Linked DNA regions of Rattus norvegicus: region 1 is linked to region 2. The links are chromatin contacts, called in public Hi-C maps. All regions are on one chromosome and are shown on one strand. Each heading gives the region's core, a stretch centred on a gene start, on an enhancer-like site or on the middle of the called end of the contact. The rest is flanking DNA. Distances are from core to core; before and after follow the strand shown. Region 1 overlaps Dnm3 (dynamin 3). Region 2 overlaps Dnm3 (dynamin 3).

Evidence for each region. A called contact is a pair of places that touch in the nucleus more often than the background predicts.
Region 1: a Hi-C map of the A7r5 cell line shows a contact between it and region 2, with 3 times the contacts expected there. The contact joins two enhancer-like sites. A contact is called at or near these places in 4 of 12 Hi-C or Micro-C datasets (the A7r5 cell line, the Rat2 cell line, liver and 1 more).

What each region holds. Positions count from the first base shown.
Region 1 is chr13:77,080,777-77,084,137 of GRCr8, reverse strand. The region is part of intron 15 of Dnm3 (dynamin 3); the gene reads left to right. Among named protein-coding and RNA genes, the nearest start is that of Mir199a2, 34 kb to the left of the region's middle. Within about 2 kb of position 1,582, at least 22 of the 93 cell types and tissues checked have an H3K27ac peak or open chromatin away from gene starts, as enhancers often do. A contact at or near this core is called in the A7r5 cell line, where this site is marked.
Region 2 is chr13:76,910,412-76,913,874 of GRCr8, reverse strand. All of the region lies in intron 20 of Dnm3 (dynamin 3), which reads left to right. LOC102554129 (a long non-coding RNA gene) reads right to left here. Exons shown (of 4, transcript XR_010057247.1): 2 at 1-3,463. Among named protein-coding and RNA genes, the nearest start is that of C13h1orf105, 23 kb to the right of the region's middle. Within about 2 kb of position 1,609, at least 29 of the 93 cell types and tissues checked have an H3K27ac peak or open chromatin away from gene starts, as enhancers often do. A contact at or near this core is called in the A7r5 cell line, where this site is marked.

The DNA of each region.
Region 1 (3,361 bases), core at 333-2,832, 170 kb before region 2:
GACTCATGCATTGTATTGCTAAGGTTCAGACCCAGAACTTTATGTACACCAGGCAAGCACTCACCAACTGACCCAGGTTTCCAACCCAGGGAAACAACACAGAGGAGTCTGAATGCCCAATGTTTCATTTTGGTTCAGGAAGGTTTATGAGGCCTGGTTAAAGATGAGATGATTATGTATGTAAACATATGTTCATGTGTGTACATAGCATGTGAATGTATATGTACATAAACATGTATGCAATGATAAATAGCACTATACCTGTATTGTGTTTACCACTCTTCTCTGCATTGTCTCTAGACACTCCCTAGAGAGATACATTTCAGTTGGAGCCAGGAGAAGGTAGGAGCAGACCATGGTGTGTTGTTGCAAGGTCTGCCTTGGGGGGCTTATAGTAGGTCCATTGCCATTTATTTATATTTCAAACACAAATCATTCTGGACTTTTTAAACATATTGATATGTATCCACTTTATGAACATGTAATTCTTTGTTGTTGAAAACACTTCACATTATCCAGCTTAGAAAAACATTAGTATAAATTAAATGTTACTCTCATAATAAAGATTTGGTTAGTAAGTACTTAAAGTTATTTGTATGGTAGCTTATGAAATATGCAGCGAAGTCTCAAAACCCAAATGCAATGAAACATTATGTGTCCAGTCTGTTGCCTGGTAAGACATTGGTTGCTTAAAATTATATGCTTTTTGGTAATCACATTCAGATGCTTTCTTGTTAGAGATTTAGCAATGTAATGTATTAGTATTACTAATAATGAAACAGCAGTCATAGTAATAATAGCAGTGTCTGGGCCATTGGCTCAGTTGTATCATGTGGTTTAACTAATTTGCTTGTGGTGCATCAACTTTCCCCTATAAAGTATGGTCAGTATCACTCTCTTAGTCTTCTGAAAGGTATGGAAGCCATTATCTTTGTCACTATATCCTGCAATCACTGTTCACAGGTACCCACTCCTTCCACCCTTTAAATTGGTTCTTGCTCTAGTGATCTGTAGTTAAGAGCCTGTCTCCATCTACAGTGCCACCAGATGCCTAAGAGGAATCCCTTGTCCTTTCTTCATGTTATACTTTTCAGTAATTTCTCCAAGCTCATTGGATTTTGTATCTCAGCCCCACTGCCCCTTTCTTTTGTCTCCCTATTCCTGTGCCTGGCCTGAGGGTCAGTAGGGGCCTCTCACTGTTCCCCTCTCTCCTCAACCCTTACCCTTTGGGCTTTCTCACAAACAGCTCACTCCCAGGACAGTCTTAAAAGGATAAGACAGATCCTGTTACTCTCTTGCTTAAATCTGCCAGGAGCTACAGTTGCACGGGGGTTCAGTGTAGTCCTCAATCTGACTCCCACGACCTAACCCTCCCCCCACTGCTTCATCCAGGCCAGCTCTTTCCCACCGAGGGCCTACACACCCTCAGTGAGAAGATTGAACACAATTAGAACATTTTTCTCCCAGAATTTTCAGAATTCCCCTTCTAGTCCGAAGTCAGACCTCTCCTGTTAGAGTCCCCCGTGGCACTTTCTGATTTTCCCTTGGAACACTGATTCCAGTACGTAATCACTTACGTATCTAGGCATCTGTTCCTTAGTGTAAGCCCCAGGAGGTTAGGAGCTTTACTCCCATTGTTCACTACCAGCTCCAGAGAGCCACACGTATTGCCTGGAATGCAGAAGGTTCAAAAAATGGCACCACGCCAAGCTCTGGGAATGCAAAGCTAATTTTACCCAAGTCCCTGGTCTATGTGAACTCACAGTCATTTAATGAGAAAAAAACATGAACGAGAAAGGCTTGGAATCTCTCCATAGCTCAGAGAGGTTTTACAAAGATGACTTATAAAGATCAAGGAGGATAATTTATTTTTCTCACAGTCATACATAGGAAAGCAGCAGCAGCAGGACTTAAGAATCTCTCAGTTGGACGGACTGCTCACACACCAGGACTCCATTACCTCCGGCATTTGCAGGAAACCGGATAGATACAACCCTGAGCTGTGTCAATCATTAGAAAAGAAAAGTTGCCAGTTAGTTTTAAGACCTTCTGACCACCACTCCCTGCTGAGTGTGTGTGCAAATGCACGTGTGTGTGTGTGTGTGTGTGTGTGTGTGTAAGAGAGAGAGAGAGAGAGAGAGAGAGAGAGAGAGAGAGAGAGAGAGAGAGAGAGAATTTTACCTAGACAATAACTTCCTGATATAGAGAAAATGTGCCCTTAGAGGATATCCTACCCTTCAGCATACTTGAAGAGAACAAGGCGATGCCAAGTTTAAGGAGAGAGACTGAAATCTACTATGGATGTAGACATAAATAAGGACGAAGCTAAGAACTGAAGGAATGGTGCTTCCAGTTACTCTATGATAACTTCCAGAATCTTCCTATAAAGGACATTAAGAACAATTAAGAACCCAAACAATCCCAAGCATAGGGACATGGAATTTACACACGTAGTCTATATTTACCATCTCACAATAATATTTATTAAACAGGTAAAGACAATTGCTTCTTGGTGAAAAGGGTTAATTTATTTCCAACAATTCAGATTTCATAGTTTTTCTAAGATGTACCCACTGGATAGACTAGATCACATCTGTAAAGGAATAGTAGTGTTACTGCAGCTGGGAAGGGGGGAATTTAAAAAATAGGAAACCAGAGTTTGTTTAGAACATGGTTCTCAACCTGTAAGTCACCACTCACTTTGGGGTCAAATGACCATTTCACAGGGCTCACCTAAGACTATTGGAAAACACAGAAGTTTACACTATGATTCCTAACAGTAGCAAAATTACAGTTATGAAGCAGCAATGAAAATGATCTTATGGTTGGGGGTCACCACACCATGAGGAACTGAATTAAAGGGTCCCAGCCTTAGGAGGGTTGAGATCCACTGGTTTAGAAGTTGAAGCATTTTCATTACCACATTTAAATAATTGCCCTCAGTTATTTTAAATTAAATAGCAAGATGGGGAGAGTAAAGCCTGACCCCGAGAGGAATCTGAACCACTCTTTTAAATGAATTTCACTAGTTCTGTCAGACACCTCTCTCTTCATGTTATCAATTTAAAAAAGACAGATTGTTTTGGAAAATGTAAACCAAGCATAGAAGAAGTCAGCATAGATTTTAGGGAGCACGGGATCCAGGCTTTGGACTTAATATGTACCTTACACAATCCTTTGTGTCCCCCATTTACAAATGCAGACCCCAAATTTCTTTCTCCACAACCTTCCCTAATTGCTTCATGAGCCAAGATACTATAGCGCTGAGATGCAGTCTCCCCACTAGTCTGAGTAGCCCTTTTCCTCTGCAGACTCAAGGCCTCACAGTAAATTAATCCATGAGTTGTTTTCCTTTCAATAA
Region 2 (3,463 bases), core at 360-2,859:
TGGTCCATCAAGCGATGTTCTTGTGAGCCCTGTAAGGAAGACAAAGCCTTCACGGTGTGTGCATCAAGACTTTGCCCAGTTCCTCAATGGTGTTTTCCATGGTTTCTTTGACTTACCAGAGCACACAGCTGTGCAGGAAGACGTACATGCCCCCTTTCCAAAACAACTGATGCCCCCATATTACAAAAGTTAAGGCCAAATGACTTTCGTCATAATTTAGTTTTAAATGTTTGGTCTCTGATCTCAATGGCTTCGCACTGCCTGATCGTATCCCCAACTCTTTCATAGGTCTCATTGTCATAAGTTACCATTGGTACAGCATCCTTTCTATTTTGGGTACGACTTCTGCTGGTTTTATTTGAGGTTTCTGTTGTCCTTGTTATGCAGTTCCCTAAATTTCAAGCCAGGACAAACCACAAACCCATCACTCTTCTATCTTTGCATTCCTCACATCAAGGTTTGGTGCTGTGAAGGAGGAAGCTGTTGAGCCTTGAAGTCGCTGGGCTCAGAGTTCATGGAAACTGAGCAGCCCGTGTGACTAGCCTGGGTGTCACTCCCTGCGGTCACCCACGGAAACATCCTGACTTACCCTCTCCTCTCCTGACAGCCCTCTCAAACTGTGGTGTCTTTAGCAGCCGAGTGTCACTGGGACAAACGGTGAAATCACCTTGTGATTTGTGATGTCAGCTGCTGCGAGCACTCTGTTTCTCCTGACTAGCCAGCCCTCCTTAAAGAAAAAATAAAAACCATACTCAGACATTCTGGATGATCAGGGAACTGTTTTTATTTTTTTAGCAACTAGATTTTAAAAGTTAAAAAAAAACAAAACTATATTATGGCTTAAATATAATTGCTAAAAACAGAACAACTTTAAGTTGTTCTCACAAATTCTTAGATTCCAGGCACCTCATGAGGCAACCGTGTTATTAAAAAGGAACTGGTGCCGAAACCTCCAGATGTAATTAATGATTTGCTGCAGGTTCAACGCGAGTTGTCACGAGGAGTTCACAGTATTTTAATGAAACTAAAATTTCAACCACTGCTCTCTAAAAAAAGCGTCCGCTTTAATCTAAGGCTCTCTATTAAATATACCTCCAAAAGCCCGCTCTATTTCCAGGACGGTTCCTATTCCAGTACACTGTTTCAATTCTTATGACAATGAAAAGCAATGGTTAATGTCCAAGGTTTCTTTCACTCTTCAGATCCTGTTTTCAATATGGTTTAAGTGAAAGTCAAATTATTTTGGTGGTTTCCTCCTTGGGTCTAGCAAAGTAGAGTGGATTTTACACAGACATTTCCATCTAGCCACAGCCTAGATGCCTGACGGTCTGCTTAGGCGAGGCCCTCATACAGCACCAGCGTCTCCAAGGTCGAAATGTGTGAACTCTGTGGCAGTGTGTAGATAGACCCGCATCTGCCTCTCTCTCCTCATTGTGTCTGAATCTTTCCCACATATCCTATGTTACAGGAAAGTAAAAACGAAAAGGGAAATTAGAAAAGATTCACGTCATGCAAAATGTAAATACCATAAATGCAGGCAGGAGACAGCTCCTCCTACCGAAGGCTACAGTTAGCCAAGCAGAGGGTGACAGGCCTTCAGCTAAGCAAACACCACTGCTTGCTTCCCTGTCTGTGTCAGGAACGAATAGCTCAGACATTGTTCCCTTTGGAGCTCTTTCATGGCTAAGCTCCATCACTGCAGGACAAGCCCCTTTGCATCTCGGGGTGCCCAGTTCTGCCCTAGGGTTCACCTGGTTGATAGAGGAAGACAGCCAAGACCGGAGTCTGGCAAAAGAGGCACCGGCCAGGGAAAAGGCATAGCTGATGCTGATTAATTTTCCTGTGGCCAGTCAGCAGCAAACTGTCACCAGCTGTAATCCACCAAATGTTCCTATATACAAGTTGGTGTCAGCTCCGAGAAAGGGGGGAAATACTCTACCATGTGTAAATAGACATCCAGACTTAGGGACGCACATGAGCCAGCGAGGGCTCGAGTTTCACCACCAAGCTCTTTCAATTCCCCTCGCTGGAAGGAAAGCGCGGTTTTCAAAAAACTCAGGCATTCCTGGTTCGACAGCGTATTTTTCAAAGGCCTCAGAGACTCACGGTGTGCGAATTGCACCTCTTTCATGTCTAACTTTTATCCAAGCAGCAAACTCTAAGAATAGGCAGCGGGAAGCCCTCCCCCCACCCTTTTCCTTTCCTCCAACTCACCAGCTACTATGAAAGATTAAACGTGAGACTTGGAAAAACCTTACAAGACAGACAGGAAGTTTAAAACAAAGTTGTCAGGGCAGTATCTTGTTCTGTGAATGTGCCCGGGACACCTAACTGCGGAGCAGAAGAAAGGCGATCGGGAGTTAGCTGAGGGCTTGATGGCTCTGCCTGCTTGCCATACATTTATTGCTGCTTAAACAGAGAATTTTTAAGTGCCCGCCCGGCGTTAAAATTCCTTAGCTTACCCATGCCAACATATTGGAAGCATTGTCCGAGGAAACCTCTGAATCTAAACACGTATTTACACCCTTTAGTTGCCAAATGGACCCCATCTGGTTCGCTGACTCTGTTGCCAAGGATATTACACTTCTGGTCAAGCTCGAGTTGTCAGTGCCAGAGTGGGGTTTTCTGGAAAGGCTCCGGGTCTGAGAGACACTCCATGTTTATGGATGCCACATTACTTGAGCATTTACATGTTTAGATCACATGGCAACTCTAGCCCAAAACAGAACTCCAGCCTAGGGCAATGTCGAAAGCCATGAGGTATTCAGGAACTCTCCCTGAGCCACGGGCTCATTCTTTGCGACTGACTGCTCTTTAAGTATCGGAGCCACGACAGGCAAAACCACGAACACTGAATGCGGAGTGCTCTAGTTCCTTATTTTTAAGCATTGCCCAACAAGCACTGAGAAATATCCACTCTTTGTTTTTCAGTCAAAATAATCAGTTCGCATGAACCACATGAACCTGTTCCATTCGAGGGGGGTGGGGGGGAGAAGGTAGGGGGAGCGGTAATCAAAATGGCAATTAGCCAGATTCTCCGTCTCAGCATCGGTGGTAGTGGGGCCTCCTGGTTTCCATTGCTCAGAGAGAGGAAATGGCCCACACAGGGAATGATCTAAGCACCAGAAAATGAGACAAGGTATAATTACTCTTCTCACTGCTCTTATGGGAACCCCATAAACACACAGGTCAACGTGTGAGTCACCCCTAGGCAGCACCCTTTCCGGATGCTTCGATGGGAAGGCTAACACAGTAACCGAGAGAGGGGAAAGCGAAGAGCCTAGATACTCTACTGCAAACCTATCCAAAGCTTCAGGGGAAGCCTGAAAACCTCGATGAGCTAACATGAAGGTGGACCTCCAGCCCCATAAACTTGGGGGGTAGAGGCAGAAGGATCACGAATTCAAGGCCAGGCTTGGCTACAAAGTTGAGTTCAGGCCATCATGAGGTACAGTGTGATCCT